Linked DNA regions of Rattus norvegicus: regions 2 and 3 are each linked to region 1. Evidence: chromatin contacts called from public Hi-C data. All regions are on one chromosome and are shown on one strand. Each heading gives the region's core, a stretch centred on a gene start, on an enhancer-like site or on the middle of the called end of the contact. The rest is flanking DNA. Distances are from core to core; before and after follow the strand shown. Region 1 holds the start of Pappa (pappalysin). Region 2 overlaps Astn2 (astrotactin 2). Region 3 overlaps Astn2 (astrotactin 2).

Evidence for each region. Hi-C and Micro-C count contacts between places; a contact is called where the count stands out from the background.
Region 2: a contact with region 1 is called in a Hi-C map of kidney, with 4 times the contacts expected there. The contact joins the enhancer-like site here to the promoter of Pappa in region 1. A contact is called at or near these places in 11 of 12 Hi-C or Micro-C datasets (the A7r5 cell line, the Rat2 cell line, Schwann cells and 7 more) and 1 of 1 datasets of contacts at active chromatin or transcription factors (oligodendrocytes).
Region 3: a Hi-C map of kidney shows a contact between it and region 1, with 2.7 times the contacts expected there. The contact joins the enhancer-like site here to the promoter of Pappa in region 1. A contact is called at or near these places in 10 of 12 Hi-C or Micro-C datasets (the A7r5 cell line, the Rat2 cell line, Schwann cells and 5 more) and 1 of 1 datasets of contacts at active chromatin or transcription factors (oligodendrocytes).

Annotation. Positions count from the first base shown.
Region 1 is chr5:83,510,431-83,515,381 of GRCr8, forward strand. Pappa (pappalysin) reads left to right here and starts at 2,928. Exons shown (of 22, transcript NM_001401319.1): 1 at 2,928-4,122. The coding sequence starts at 3,717.
Region 2 is chr5:84,005,316-84,010,266 of GRCr8, forward strand. All of the region lies in intron 16 of Astn2 (astrotactin 2), which reads right to left. Among named protein-coding and RNA genes, the nearest start is that of Trim32, 13 kb to the right of the region's middle. Within about 2 kb of position 2,361, at least 23 of the 93 cell types and tissues checked have an H3K27ac peak or open chromatin away from gene starts, as enhancers often do. A contact at or near this core is called in kidney, where this site is marked.
Region 3 is chr5:83,898,809-83,903,759 of GRCr8, forward strand. All of the region lies in intron 19 of Astn2 (astrotactin 2), which reads right to left. Among named protein-coding and RNA genes, the nearest start is that of Trim32, 120 kb to the right of the region's middle. Within about 2 kb of position 2,008, at least 24 of the 93 cell types and tissues checked have an H3K27ac peak or open chromatin away from gene starts, as enhancers often do. A contact at or near this core is called in kidney, where this site is marked.

The sequences.
Region 1 (4,951 bases), core at 1,678-4,177:
GCAAGGTCCTATCTCACAGGTTCTACAAGAAGACAATACTGCCTTAGAAATCCCAAGATGAGAATAATTTACTGTCTAGGAGTAAAAAGATAGTGTCCTGGCTGTAGAGGAAAGCTGAAAGAGAAGCCCAGTGGCTGTTAAATTTAAATCTACAGAAAGAAGTATGGGTGATCTTTTAGTGAGCAGCTACTACTATGTCATACAATACACTAATTTAATCCTCATGCCAGCACCATGGTATGGCGACTAAGACTCAGAAAAACTAAGACTTGCTGAAGATCATAGGAACCCAGGTCACAGGGACTCAGAACTCAGTACTTTGGGCCACTCAAACTCATCTATGACTCTAAGGTGCTACTTCATTGTTACTCTAACTTCCATAGCACCCTGTAGCCTTCTGGGCTTCATATAGAGCTTTCAACTACTTCCAGATAAGATGCATGTTGTGGGAGTATGCCCCAAGGATTGAAAGTACAGAGTAAGAAGGGTTTGGTACCAAAAGTTTCTTCAGAAACCTAAGAGTGACCCTGAGAAGGGAACCAGGGACTGGGTAGGTTTGACAAGACTAAATGGGATCTAGTAGCATAGCTGCATAGTTTCTGGTACTAAAATGGGGGAGAAATGGAAAGATAAAAATAAGGAAAAAATCTACAAGAGACTACATGACTAATTTAACAGGGGATAGCAGTACAGGATGAATCATTATTTTACATGTAAGTCAATGCAGAGGCCGTGTGTAAGCCATGGGTTAGAATGGCCTGTGGGCCACAGTGTGTGATTCATCAATGAGACTCCAGCATAAAAACAAGTAAATCCATTTGCACACAAAGGGTATGAGTAGCCTCCAAGACAGGTGAGGTGAAAGGGTAATTAGACGGCTAAACTTTTATTTTACTTTTCACCATGTGGGTCCCAGTGATTGAACTCAGGTCAGCAGACTTGGCCTTTACCCACCGTGCCACTTAGCTGGCCTAGCTGTATATTACTAATCATCCATTTAGTAATATGTCAGTAAAAGGTTTTCCCAAACATTCCCAATGAATTTAAGGATGAGTAAGACAACCTATAATATCTATTCTTTCCTTTCATTCACTTTCAGAGGGGAAGAAGATATTTTGATCTAAGTAAGGACCCAAGGAGCAATTTGAGCTTGATGGGAACAGCTGAATACAAGGTGCTCATAGACAGATTCTACAGCTCAGAAATTTTCCTACTCAGAATAAGCTGTGAAGTGCATACTCTCATTGTAAAAGTAACAGAATGGATGGCTACAGAGAAATGGCTAGCAGGAGGTCAAGTTGTGTATGTGTTGGAAGTTGATGTGCCTCCTATTCTCATTCCTGGTTAGAAAGTGGATGAAATTCTAAAATATTAAAACTACAAATATTAAAACTATTGTACAGGATGGCTTATAAACCTCCGGAAATGCAGTCTCCAAATACAATACTAGTTGTTATAACCGAAGTAAGCAGTAATCACATTTCAGATATCATTGGGGAGGGGAATACTGAATGAGAGTGTTTATGCAATTCATCCTCCATATTTTTCCTTCTTTGAGGACAGCCTCCTAGCTTGTGTAAGTGAATCAAAGTTGTAGACAGTGAGAGGTTTGCCAAGGGAATGTTTTTACCCGTGGCATTGTACACATTATCTTCTTTTCTTTCCTTCCAGTCTCTAAAGAGTGGAGGGTGGAAAGAGCATCACTTTGTGAGTAGAGAACCTGAGTCCCAGAACTCTTAGCCTTACACTATATAGCAAGCTCTTCCCTGAACAGGAGGACACAAAACTGCGATAGCTGGCTTGCAGATCAGTGCCATGATCCCTGCTTACCACATTTCAGCTTTTATGGAGAGGAGATCTGAGTCATTGGCCGTCTTACAAATCTATATCCATTTACCAGCGAATAGTCTCCGATGGTTCTCTCCCTCCCTGGAGCATGTAGCAAAGATCCTAACTCTAAGGAAGGATCTGGAACAGCCCGGAGGATGGGAATACCACGGGACAGCAAGTCACTAATTAGTAGCATCAACTACACCTCAGTTTTCCACCATACATTCTACCTGGAATGACATCTTTTTATAGTGATACTATTTGGACAGACTGGCAAGGAACTAATAATTTCTAAACCACCATGGCTAAGTCATTTTGACTTATTAAACACTCGAAGGAAAGAGAACTGTTTTGCCATAAGGGGGAGCTTTTGAGTTCCATAAAGAGGGGGGAAAGAAAAAAAAGAAATACGAAATACATGTTTCAGTTCAAAATGTAGAGCCACAAGCAGCAGACTACTACCTGGGACAGCATTAGGAGGCTTGGATTGTTTTTAAGGTTGAAATTGGGCAAATCCATACTTTCTTTCCATGTATATTCAACAAAAAGTATGTTCAATGACCAACTGAATGCTTTAGGATTATTCAGGGGCAATGATGGGGGCAAAGCACTGGTCCACAGTGCCTCAAAGGGAGATGCCCTGGAAACACTTCTCCTCTGATGTTCTGTTCAATCTATGAAGATTTGGGAAATGAGTCTGAAGCCTGAAAGTTAGCATCGGGGGCTCAGGGAAGAGGAGAGCCAACTTACTACAGTATAACTTTAAGAAAATTTGGTGAGGGGAAGAGGAGAAAGGCAAAAAAAGAAAAAAGTCAAAGAAAGAAAGGAAGGGGAAAATGAGGGGAATGAAGGAAGGGGACAGAGAAAGAGAAGAAAAGCGGGAGAAAGAGAAAGAAAGAGGGAGGGAGGAAGATGAGAAAGACTGTGAGAATTAAGTTTCAACGCATTACGTGTTGTGGAAAAGGGAGACGTGTAACAGCAAAGGGCAAATGAGACTCTGAAAGATTTCTCTCTCCCGCCACGAGGCAAAATAAAAATAAAAATAAGGGGCGGGGGTGACGGGAGAGCAAAGCAAAGCAAAACAAACCAGAACGCGTGTGTTTTGAGCTGGAATGAGCAGAGCAGGGAGGACCGTAAGGGGGTGTGTACAGAATTGCATTAAATTGTTACTTTAAGATTGTCTTCTTTAAAAAAAGAAGAAGTAGAAGAAGAACGAGGGGGTGGAGAAGCTGAAGCGAAGGGAAGGAGACAAACTGCAAAGTAGAGGAAGGCTGGGTGGATCGGCCTCTCCGAACCGATTGATTGGTCATGATCCCCGCAGTTTGAACAGGGACTCATTCAATTGGGAAGGTGGAGTGCTGGCGAACAGATTAGCACACGCTTGTTTACTCATCTTCTAAGGGATTTTTCCCCCTCTTTCCTTTCATTTCGTGAAGAAGGAGGGAGGGGAGGGGGCGGGGGGGGAGAAGGGGGCTGTGGCTTGTGTTATAAAGGACGCAAAAAATAAAGAAATGAGAGCATCTTGGGGGGAGGGAGGGAATTCAGCTGATCAGTGTGTTAGAGGAGATTTTTTTTGAAGAGCTAGAAATATATAAAATAAAATGAAATAAAACAAGGAGGAAGGCATCCAGCTGTTAGAGGGGGTAAATAAGGCAGATAAAGGAGCGGGGAGAGAAATTAATTGCCAACCAGGAGGAGTTGGACTGTATTTTTGAAAGGTGGGGGGAGTGGAGCACACACCTTGAGGAGGAAAGCGAGAAAGAAAAGGAAAAAGCAAGTGGAAAGGGGGCTCTCACGAGAAGGGGATCAGAGACTAGGCGGGAGCTAAGCTGGCAGCTCTGGGCGGCGGTGCAGGGGCGCAGGGGGGGCGGGGGGGACCGTCGGACATGCGGCTCTGGAGTTGGGTGCTGCGCCTGGGGCTGCTGAGCGCCGCGCTGGGCTGCGGGCTGGCCGAGCGCCCCCGCCGGGCCCGGAGAGACCCTCGGGCCGTGCGCCCCCCGCGCCCCGCCGCCGGACCGGCCACCTGCGCCACCCGGGCGGCCCGCGGTCGCCGCGCCTCGCCGCCGCCGCCTCCGGGCGGTGCCTGGGAAGCCGTGCGCGTCCCCCGGCGGCGGCAGCAGCGGGCGGCGAGGGGCGCCGAGGAGCCGAGCCCGCCGAGCCGGGCGCTCTATTTCAGCGGGCGAGGGGAGCAGCTGCGTCTCCGGGCCGACTTGGAGCTGCCCCGCGACGCCTTCACGCTGCAAGTGTGGCTGAGAGCCGAAGGTGGCCAGAAGTCTCCAGCCGTGATCACAGGTAAGGCGAAAGGGGTGCCCTGTCAGGTAGACCATCCCGCTTGTCTCTACCGACCCCTCCGGGTCGCTCGTGGATGTATGGGGGTGAGGGTGGTTGGTGGGTATGCGGGAGTCGCCCCTGGAGCAGCGCAGGGACCACGGAAGCGAGACTCGCTTTAACCCATCTGCAGAATGGGCGCGCTGAGAAGGGATGCTGCCCGGCCTCTGGGGAGCTGCACTTGGGAGCTCGGTGCCTGTCTAAGACCATGGGCTAGAGATAGCTGATCCTCCCGGGAACCCAGAACACTTAGGTGGTGCTGGGGATGTGCAGACAGACATTGTCCGGGTATGGGAGGGAAAGGTACAGGACCCAGATGGATTGCCTGTGAAAAAAGTGCAGGGAACCGTTCATTTCTCTTTACTTTTTGATATTCTTAAGTAATTCTTCAGTAGCCTGGCTAGCCTCAAAGTAGGCATGGGCCAGGTAGTTTTGATTGCCAGACTTAGAAGTCCCAGAAGTACCCCAAAGTTGCTCTCTGCCTGAAGCTTGCCTCTGGGATCCACCCCCACCACTATAGCCACCCACACTGCCTCTCCCGGGTCCTTGCTTTTAAAGCCGGTAGCATGTCATTCACGGCTGGGTCAGACCTTCGTAGCGCACACTCTGCCAGCCTTCACCAGACTCTGGCGCTTTTCTCTTTGGGTACTTTTATGAGCCCATAGTAGATTTAAGTTCTCCCTCTTCACCCTCCCTCTCTCCCCGTCGCTGCTCCGTAGTGAAACCGGACACTTTGCGAGGGCTGCAAACCTTCCAAACGCCTCAACATCCATTTTCCCTTCTAAATGAATCT
Region 2 (4,951 bases), core at 1,111-3,610, 490 kb after region 1:
AGCAAATGTGAATCTCTAAGTCTTTTCTTCACAGTTGCCTGGTGTTATAACAATGAGGAACTTCTCTTAAACTACTTTTTTTCTGCCCACTAAGGAGATCAGGCAAGACTGAACACTATCCTACAGCCACTGAGTCCAACTACTCCATTTCAAATCACTGGCGAGCCATTTCACTTCCCCAACATTAGTAAAATGGAGACTCTAAGTCCCCATTCAAATGTTTTGGAAACCAAATGAGAGAATCTCATACCCATGACCTACTATGATCCTATCATTCAAAAATAGCATCTGTTGCTGTCTTTTACAGGCTTAAAGTAATCAAGCATAACCTGGAAGAGGGCACCTGTCTTCCAGAGAAAGCAGTTTTCTTCTGAGGAAGGTCAAACTCTCTGTGGGCACTGCCCAGCAGCTAACTGCTGGCTAATGTTTTGGCCAGAGGCAGGAACCACTCAACATCTGTTCCTAATATTCATTTTTGCCTCTTGAGACAAGGTGGGTTGCGACTAGTCAGAGGGCTGAAAGCTCCTCCATGTGTGATCTCCTGCTGCCCTCTAGTGTCTGCTAAAGATGTTTGCTCTCAGAAACGACTGCTTTTTCCCAACTGATTACAGAGCGCAGCTTGCTAGGCATTAAAGAGGAGCAGAGGAACAAAATAGAGACATCTTTGGCTCAAGGGAGCTTGAGTTAAAACTATTGCAAGAAATAACAGTTCAGAATGGCATTTCCTTAGAAGACCCATACAGTACCATGTTTGAAGATATGATCCAAAGGGTGAGAATAGAAATAACAATCTGCTCTGTAGTTCTCAGGTATAGGCATTTGAGAATATACGCTGGGAAGGAAAATACCGAGGTGGAAAGAGATTAGGGATCCAGAAGGGATCAAATATAACAGGAAAGGAAACTCCTGCATAGCAAGGCAGAAGATATGCTCAAAGGCTGTTTTCAGAATACTCAAAACTAAGGCATGTGGCCTGGGTTTCATTCTCTACTTCCGGGCTACTGTCCATGGAATTGAATTCAAGCAAACATGCACCTTTGCCTACAGTAGAAAGAGTGATATGGAAATCCTCACAGTATCCCAGAACAGTACAGACAGCAGGGAGGTTAAAAGTAAAGTCATGAGACATCCAGAGACTAGCCAGCTGCCATGCCACACAGTAGGGACGAGAAAAGATGCCCAGAGACCTGCCCTCCACCACACAGCATGAGCAGGTCATAGGCATAAAGAGGCTCACCAGCCACTAGCCATATGGTGTGAGAGAAGGAAGACGTCAATAGACCTGCTCACTGCCATGCTACATGGGTAGGCTGTAGCTAGAGGCGAACTTGCCAGCACACCAATTGGCACAAATAGACAGGGTAATCCAGAGGTCCACTAACCATGTAGCTGCCTGCAGCCAGAGTGGAGTCACTTACAATGTCCAAGATTGACAGATGGGAGAGAAACAGAAGCAGAACACTTTGAGAATTATGAATAGAGATCTGGAACTGGAGAGATGAAATAGCTTGGCATGAGGAGCCAGCCCTGTTGCCTGAGGCCATCATCAAGTCTCACCACTGGCTGCTCCTGCCACTGAGGTCCTTGTCTGGGTCTGTGGTTATACAGCAGCCAGAGTTGGTGTTAGTATCAGTGGTTCATATTACCACTAGAAACCTGATTGGGAATGTCCTTGGTCTGGGACCATGTGGAGTCCAGAGGCTATGCAGAACTGAGTCTGCCCCTCACTGGTTGTGACATCTAGAGAGCCCGCCCCACTTCTCACATGAGGCAGCATTTGAGAGAATTGGCCCTGTGCCTTCCCTGGGCAACAGAGTGGAGCTGGCCCTAGTGGCAAAGGCAAGGGTGAGCCAGCCCCAAGGACATAGGTATGGAAGAGCTGACCCCCTCCCCCCACTACACTCATATGCCCTGAGATAGGCTGGGCGCTGGGGTAATGCCCTCACCCCCTTGCCTCTCACCACCTGAGGGGATCAGGTGAGTTGACCCCAGGGTCATGAGTGTGGGTGAGTTGACCCTGCCCCTTACTAACAGCAGCACTCAGGACAGTGGGCCCTACACCTCCTCTGAGGAGCACAGTAGAGCTGGCCCTGGTGGAGGAGGCACAGGTGAGACAGCCCTGTGGGCATGAGCCAGCCTCATCACTTGTCTGCCATGTGGTGAAGTGGGTAGGGTGGGGCATGATACCCCTTCTTCCCACTCCACGTGTGATACTGGAAGAATGAACAGGCTCCCACGTTCATGAGAGCAGGAGAACTGGTCCTGTCCCTCATTTCAAAGCTCTAGCACTTAGGAGAGCAGGCTCTTCAACCAGCCTGGGCAGCACAGTGGAGCTGGCTGTGGAGGCATGGTTGGGAGGAAGCCAGCCCAGAGGGCATGAGAGCAGGAAGGCTGACCGTGCCTCCTGCCAATGGCAGCATTGGCTGGCCTAGCAGGAGCAGTGCTGGGGAGCTTGCCCTGGAATGCAGAAAAGGAGAGCTGCAGAAGTGACCAGTTCAGCTACCTCCCAGGCTCAGATCCAGGGCTTTGAGTTGGTCCACCCCAAAATCCACATCATCTGTGAACTATTGAGTATGAGAAAGGGTTGACCTTGCTGATCCAAAGCTGCAGAATCTCCATGACATAGGTCAACAATAGGATAACCAGGATGATTATCATAAACGAAGCCAAAGACCTAGAACAAGACCAATGACTCATTACAATGAACCCTCCTAAGTGAGGATGTGGGGACAGAGGAGTATATTGTGGGACACAGTGTAACACACTGCAGCTTACATGAAGAGTAATTTTCATGTTTTGTTTTCTTTCTCTCTCTCTCTCCCTCCTTCCTTCCCTCCCCCTGCCTCTGTGTGTGTGTGTGTGTGTGTGTGTGTGTGTGTGTGTGTGTGTGTGTGTGTGTTTAGTGGGGGGGTGATTGCAAGGGCAAAGGGTAAATATGAGAGGACAGGGAGATGAGTATGACTAGGATGCATGATTTGGAAACTCACAAAGAATCAATAAAAAGTACTTTTTTTAAAGGGGCTTATAGGCTAGCTACAGACCTCTATGTGACCATGAATAATACAAACCAATAGAAATATATGTATTTTTATGCATAAAATAAGTGTAAGGTGAACAAAAATACAATCGTTAAAGTCTAATATATTGAATTTTCATACAAAGTGCTTGATGTCCATCCAGAAAAAATCAATTGTGTGTGTGTGTGTGTGTGTGTGTGTACACATGCATGTGCTTGCATGCACACTTGAGTATATGTATGTGCATTACATCTTGTAGAGACCAGAAAAAGGTGTCAGGTCCTCTGAAACTAGTGTCAGAGGGAGTCTTAAGCTCCCAGTATACTGGGGAATGAATCTGGATCCTCTGCAAGAGGAACAAGTAGTCTTGACATCTGAGCTAGCTCTCTCTCCCACTTACTACATTTACTACAAGAGTGTTACTGTCTTTTTAAAGATGAAGCTGGATGAAATGTTTGAAAGGGAAATATGAGGGAAAAGAGAAACCTTTCCCAGCCATCTAGGTTTTGTTAAACATATGACATTGTAGGTGCCACCTTTACTAACACTGCATTCTCCTCCCTGGAATCAAGCTCATGCACTGCCCTTTCATGTCCTGCTCAAAATGCAGTCCTCAGGACTCAAAGACAAGCCTTTCCCCAGTACCCTTTCTCTCCTTCCAGTAACTTAGAGGTAGGGAGAGCAGTAGTGTGAAGGGTAAACAGATCTTGGAGATGCTAGCACCCTGGATTGGATATACTATCCTGCTGTAACAAGGCTTGGAGGAGGACAGGAGGTCACAAGGCATACCAGCCACCCTCAACCCAAGAAGAGGCAGCTGGGTTCAAACACCACCATAGCCTTTGCTGGACTCAGCTAACAGCTTTGGTTAGAGGAACAATGGGAAACAACTGTCATTGCTTTGCCAGTTAGAGCAGAACCATAGCCTTTCACAAATTTCTTTAAAATACTAACTCTCTCTATGTTATAAGGTCATATTTAAAGATACCTGTGATCATTTTATTAGGTATTAATTCCTCTATTCTCTGTCATCTTTTCTGTAACTACATATCACCTGGGATCAGATGACTAACCAGACCATCCCACAGAAAAGAAGATGAAAGCAAAGGTTTGCAATCCATCATGAATTCCCTTTGTCAAAGTTGAGGCACTGAGTAAAATGAATAGCATCCACTCCAGTTGTACAGATACACATATCAGTCATAATTTATGTACTTGTTTTGTATACACGATCACACTCGGTCTCTCTGAATCCTGAAAGCAATGAAGGGCATGTTTCAACATTGCTTCTTGAACATGAGAAAGTAGCAGATCACAGGTGGAAAATCAGGGGCTGTTCTATTTTGTTGTTGTGTCGCTGCTGTGACAAAACATTGAGTGAATCGATCCTGGGGAAGAAAGTGTTTGTCTTACAGGTTATAGTGTAGAAGGAAGTTAGTCAAGGCAGGAAATCAAGTTAGGAACCTGAAGGACAGAACTGAAGCAGAGAACATGGAGTAGCACTGTTTACTAGCTCGCTCTCTGTGGCTTGCTCAGGTACCTACCTTCCGTGTGCAGTATAGTCTGACCTGCCCAATGAGCATGCTAGAAAATGCTCCCGTGATAAGCCCACAGGCCAATGTGATGTAGGCAATTGATCAAGGGAGATTCCCTCTTCCTAGGTATGTCCAGGTTTAAGTCCAGGTTGATGTAAAAATGTAGCTGGGTCTACGAAAAACTGGTTCATTGTTTTCTTGTCTTATTTCTTAGCACACTTGCTGCTGTGTTAAGCTCCCTTTCACTCTGGTGGTGCTAAAGATTCCAGTCTGGATAGCTATAAATTCCAGAGTGCAAGTTCTATTTCTTTTTCTGGTCGTAATATCCCAGGACGAATGGCTGAGGGGCCTATTTAAAATGTCAAAGCAGAAGCTGATTGCCAAGTTCTCCTAGCACCC
Region 3 (4,951 bases), core at 758-3,257, 390 kb after region 1:
AAATCAGGCTTTCTAACACTGCCATCAGCGATAGCTGCCTTTATATCTGTAGCCTTGGCTTCATTATGTGTAGTATGATGCTGGCAAATCCTTCTCATTTTCCCATTTTTAAATGACTATTGACTCAGATAGTGTGTATATACTGCCCCCAAAGAAGTATGTGTACCAAATTTTTAACTAATTGCTACTTTTCTCATCAATAGTTCTCTATTATTCCCTGTCCCTGTGACATTTACATTATATAGGTCTGTCTTCTCCTAGGCTGTACACTTTGGAAGGTGGACGTCAGCTTCTTCTGTTTACATTCCAGCATCCCACAATAGTCTGGCCTAGCTTGGCTGCTTGAGAAAGTTTGCTGATGTGAATCTGTTTCACTGAAAATTCTGAGGTTCCAAGAATTGACTTTTATTTGGTTAGTTACATAATGAGCAAGATTTGCTTGAGTTCTGTACCATCCAGATCTATCCTGTCTTCTTTGGCAAAACAAGCCTTCTTGGGAGTACTCCTTTCTCTCTCTCTCTCTCTCTCTCTCTCTCTCTCTCTCTCTCCCCCTCCCTCCCTCCCTTCCTCCCTTTCTTCCTTCCTTTAATTTTTTGTTGTTGTTAGTTTGTTATGCCTTCCCCCAATTTGGATGCTTTTTAAAAGCAATGAAAAAAGTACATTTCCTGAAAGTTTGGGAAAGTTTCTCTCTAACACTGGCTGAGTGGGGGGAGGTGGGCAGTGAAATGTATATGGCCTACAGCTCATTGATGATGATAACCTAGAGATGGGTGGGGTTGAGGCAGACATCTGTGGAGGTGAGATGAGCTGGCAGTTGCAGGGACATGCAGGAAGAGACATGAGAGATGTGATCTGGTGCCATTGTTATAGCTGAGATTGAGGCTCAGGCTCTGGCCTTGAGCCTAAGGCTCATTCTTCCTAGGACACCCTTAGCCCTTTTTGTCTTTGCCTAGCCTCTGAAATAACACTACTTAAAACCATCACTATAGTCACCTAAGCAGAGGAGAGAGAAGCTGACCATTGTGTGTGATGCTGCTCTTCCTGCCCTATATCTTTTCTAGATGCTGCTTTTTTGTATTATCCTATCTTTCCCCTTTCACACACCCGCTTTCCCTGCTCTTCTTCATGCCTGGTTCCCTTATCAAAACATGTATTTTATTCTAAGTGTTTTGAATGTATGTAGCGTCAAGTCCATGCAGTATGTGTTACTGTGTGCTGCCTAGATTGATGTTGTTTGATGTGTGACCCCAGGCCTGCTCATGCTTGGTGAACTGACATGGCATTTGGCTCATAGACTTTCCAGTATGCTAGTGAGGCAGTGGCTATGTTTATCCATGTCTGTCTGTTGTTTATCTGTAATATCACTCCTGGGGGATTTGCTGTAGAGGGAGTGAGAGATTCACATTATCTGTATGTGCTCTGCTTTCAATGGATTTTGAATGGCTGTGTGTGCTGTGGTCTACTACATCTCTGTGCTGTGTGTGTGTGTGTGTGTGTGTGTGTGTGTGTGTGTGTGAGAGAGAGAGAGAGAGAGAGAGAGAGAGAGAGAGAGAGAGGGAGAGAGACTGTGTGTCTTTATTATATAGCTTACCTATCTCACCTTTCTATATTGTGCATGCTCTGAATGTCCTCATGGGGTGAGGGGCTTACACATATTTAAATGTACTGTATACAGCCATTTATTGTCCTTGCACCTTATCTGGGAGTGACGACTGCGTTGTATGCATCTGCGTGCTATGGGTTAAATTCACATCGTGGTTCTGTATTATGTGACTCACAAACAAAATCTCCTTGTTCGTAGTCTGAGTAGGGTATGTTATATTGGTTGTTTGTAGGTATGTGCTCATGTTCTGTGCTTTCCCTGGGCCTCTGTCTCCATGAGATGTGTATTTGAGTGTGTTCTCTGCCAGCTCTTCCTCCCTTTCTGGTGCCCCAGCCTCCGTCCTTTCCTCCTCCTCCCTAGGCTGTGACTGCTCTCAGCTGACACCTCGGCTGCTCTGGCAACCCAAGAACAGCCTAGAGAAAGGTCAGCTGGCTGCCTTTGCCCTGCGCCTGTCTAGAGCCTTCCACCCAGTGTTGTGGTGTGGGAGCGCCCTCTATTGACTATGATATCCACAAAAGGCCCTAGAAATGGTTTTAGGCTTCCCTGTCTGGATAATCCCTGAGATTTCCATCTTTACTAAGTAACAGCCTAAAAGGGGATTGGGTCAACATAATCTATTGTTCAAAGTCAGACACTCTTAAGAATGACAACGCTATTAAATACACTCAGACACTGATGTATGCAGAGAGCTGATGGCCCAGAAAAAGACTGCCCTGGACCCTTATTCAAGTCATAGATACTTATTTGAAAATGAGCCTCAAAATGTGTGCTAGCACACTGTGAAAAGAGCCCACTGCTTTCTACTCATATCCTGGGGAGAATCTCAAATTCACACTTTCTAGTAACTTCATGCAAATCTGGAGACCCCCTCACCCCTACCAAGCAGGAATTTTCAAAGGTTTTGATTTTTCCTTTGCAACAGAGACCCAAGGATGAGACCTAGGCCTCCAGGTACAGAAAGCAGAATGAGATAACTTCAGGAATTTCCCAAGGGACTTAACAGAAGCAAGGCAAAAATACTTGTGAGAACAAGGATAGTCGTGGAGTGCCAGAATTTGTTCAAGGTGTTTCTGGTAGCCTTATCTGTGACGTCACTTGTGCAAACACGCGAATTCCCGTACACACAAATACACCAGGAGACAGATACTCAACAGCCAGTATGGTCAATAATTTCATAGATTTGAGGACAAGCACCGTTTACTACTTTTTGAGTTCTAGAAAACAAAACAAACAAACAAACAAACGAACAAAAACAGAACAAAGCTGAATTACATTTCAGGTGGAGAAAAGTGGGTTTCATTGTTTCCTTTTGCCAATAATTAAAAACGAGGCTTACATTGGAAGGTCTGTTTCTGTAAACTTGGCTTGATGATTAAAGTCAGACCAAAGGACCACTTGGTCCATTTTGTTCAAAGAGCATTTTACAGAATTTTACCTTCTGTGAGACACTAATAGTCATTTCACATAAATTTGAAAGCTACGGGGATAAAAATAAAGTTAAGCAGACTTCTTTCTAAAGGGGTATCTTAGAACATTAAAAATGATAATGTGTCATAGATTTCCAGAAACTGGAGGGTGAAGTTGTCCACTTTTTCATAAATTACAGATATGGAGGTAATTTACCCTCTCAGAAATCCTATGGAAATACATTCTGCCCTACTAAAAATTGTCCTATTCTGCTTCCTTTTGTACTTTTTTGGGGGGGTTATATCTATAGATCTTGTACTGATATCCACAAATAGGAATTATGCTACAATGCTAAACCACAAATGGGAAAAGATTTTAAGGGGTCAGGTTGATTTGCCCCAGGTCACAGCAATGGGCAATGACAGAGCAAAAGGAAGCCCTTTAAAACACATGAGCTTCTCACTTAACTGACAGCTATTAAACAGAACTTACAGGGGTGCTGTGGCATAATGGTGAATATAGCTGCCTCCAGAAAGTTAAAATATGAATATGCCCACAGGAACTATACAGCATTCCTAGAGAGATCCATAAGGGCATAGGTGTAAAAAGGCAAGTGTGTTGGCACATTGCCTACAATCCCTGCACTCAGGATGCTGAAGCAGGGGGACTGTTGCAAGCTTGAGGCCAGTCTGCACTAGACAAAGTTAACTCGAGGCCAGATCAGGCATCATGGCAATGCTCTGTTTCAGAAATCCAAAAAATAAAGGATGTGGAGGAAAGAAGGAAAGAAAGGAAAGGAAAGAAAAAAGGAAGAAAGGAAAGAAGAAAGAAAGAGAAAGACAAAAGAAAGGGGACTATGCTACTGGGAAATAGTATGTAAAGAAGAAGAGATAGAACATACCTATAATCCCCACACTAAGAGGTTGAAGTACTAGGAGTACCATTACATCAAGGTCAAACCTGAGTACTTCATGGACTCTAGGCCAGCCACATCTATACAGTAAGACTGTTTCCAAAAGCTTTGCTAACGTAGTAAGTAGCACTGTACATCCGAGCTCAGAGAACTCAGCAGGAACTGGGAGGGTCAGAGTGAGATTTCCAGAGGAGGTACATTTGAACTATTCTTGGAAGATGGAGATAGCATCCTTAGATAAAGGGCCAGCAACTATTTTAATGTAAAGCACCAGATAATAAATATTCTGCTTTGTAAGCCCAATAATCTGTGGCAAACGCACTCAGTGTTGCTATTGCTGCATGAGAGCAACAGCAGATAACATGTAAATAAAAAAACTGTGCGCCAATAAAACTTTACCTGCAATGTGGCAGCCAGCGCATGGGCTGAAAGTGGCCAGCTCTTGCATCTGAAGGAGGACAGAAGGAAGGAAGTAGAGCCAAGAGGACCCTTTGTGTAGTACTGGGAAGCGATGAACTCAAAAGAAGGCCACAAAGTCTGATCTTCACTGTTCCTACTTATTCTCCCAACTCCACCTCAAACCTCTTCCACTGTGTTCTCAGCCCTGAGCATTGTACTGCAGCTACACAGAAAGATAGCGGCCTGCATTTAGGATAAGATGAATAACCAGGTTACTGTGGAGGGTGCTTGTGAACTGTGTCTAAAGTTAGTCTGTTGGAAAGACAAGAAACGCAAAGTAAAAGAAAATTCGTTTCCCACTGAACAAAAGGATTGGACCCTTACACACACACACACACACACACACACACACACACACACACACACATACACACACACACACACACACACACACACACACACACACACACACACACACACACACATCTCCTTTTCCCCTATTAAGAAGTCAAAGCCAAGGCTAAAATATTTGCCAGTTTCTATATTCTGGGTGAACCATCTGCTCCTTCACTGATATTCACACCAGTCTTTAGAAGTTCCTGACATATAATGTGTTGGAACAACATCTC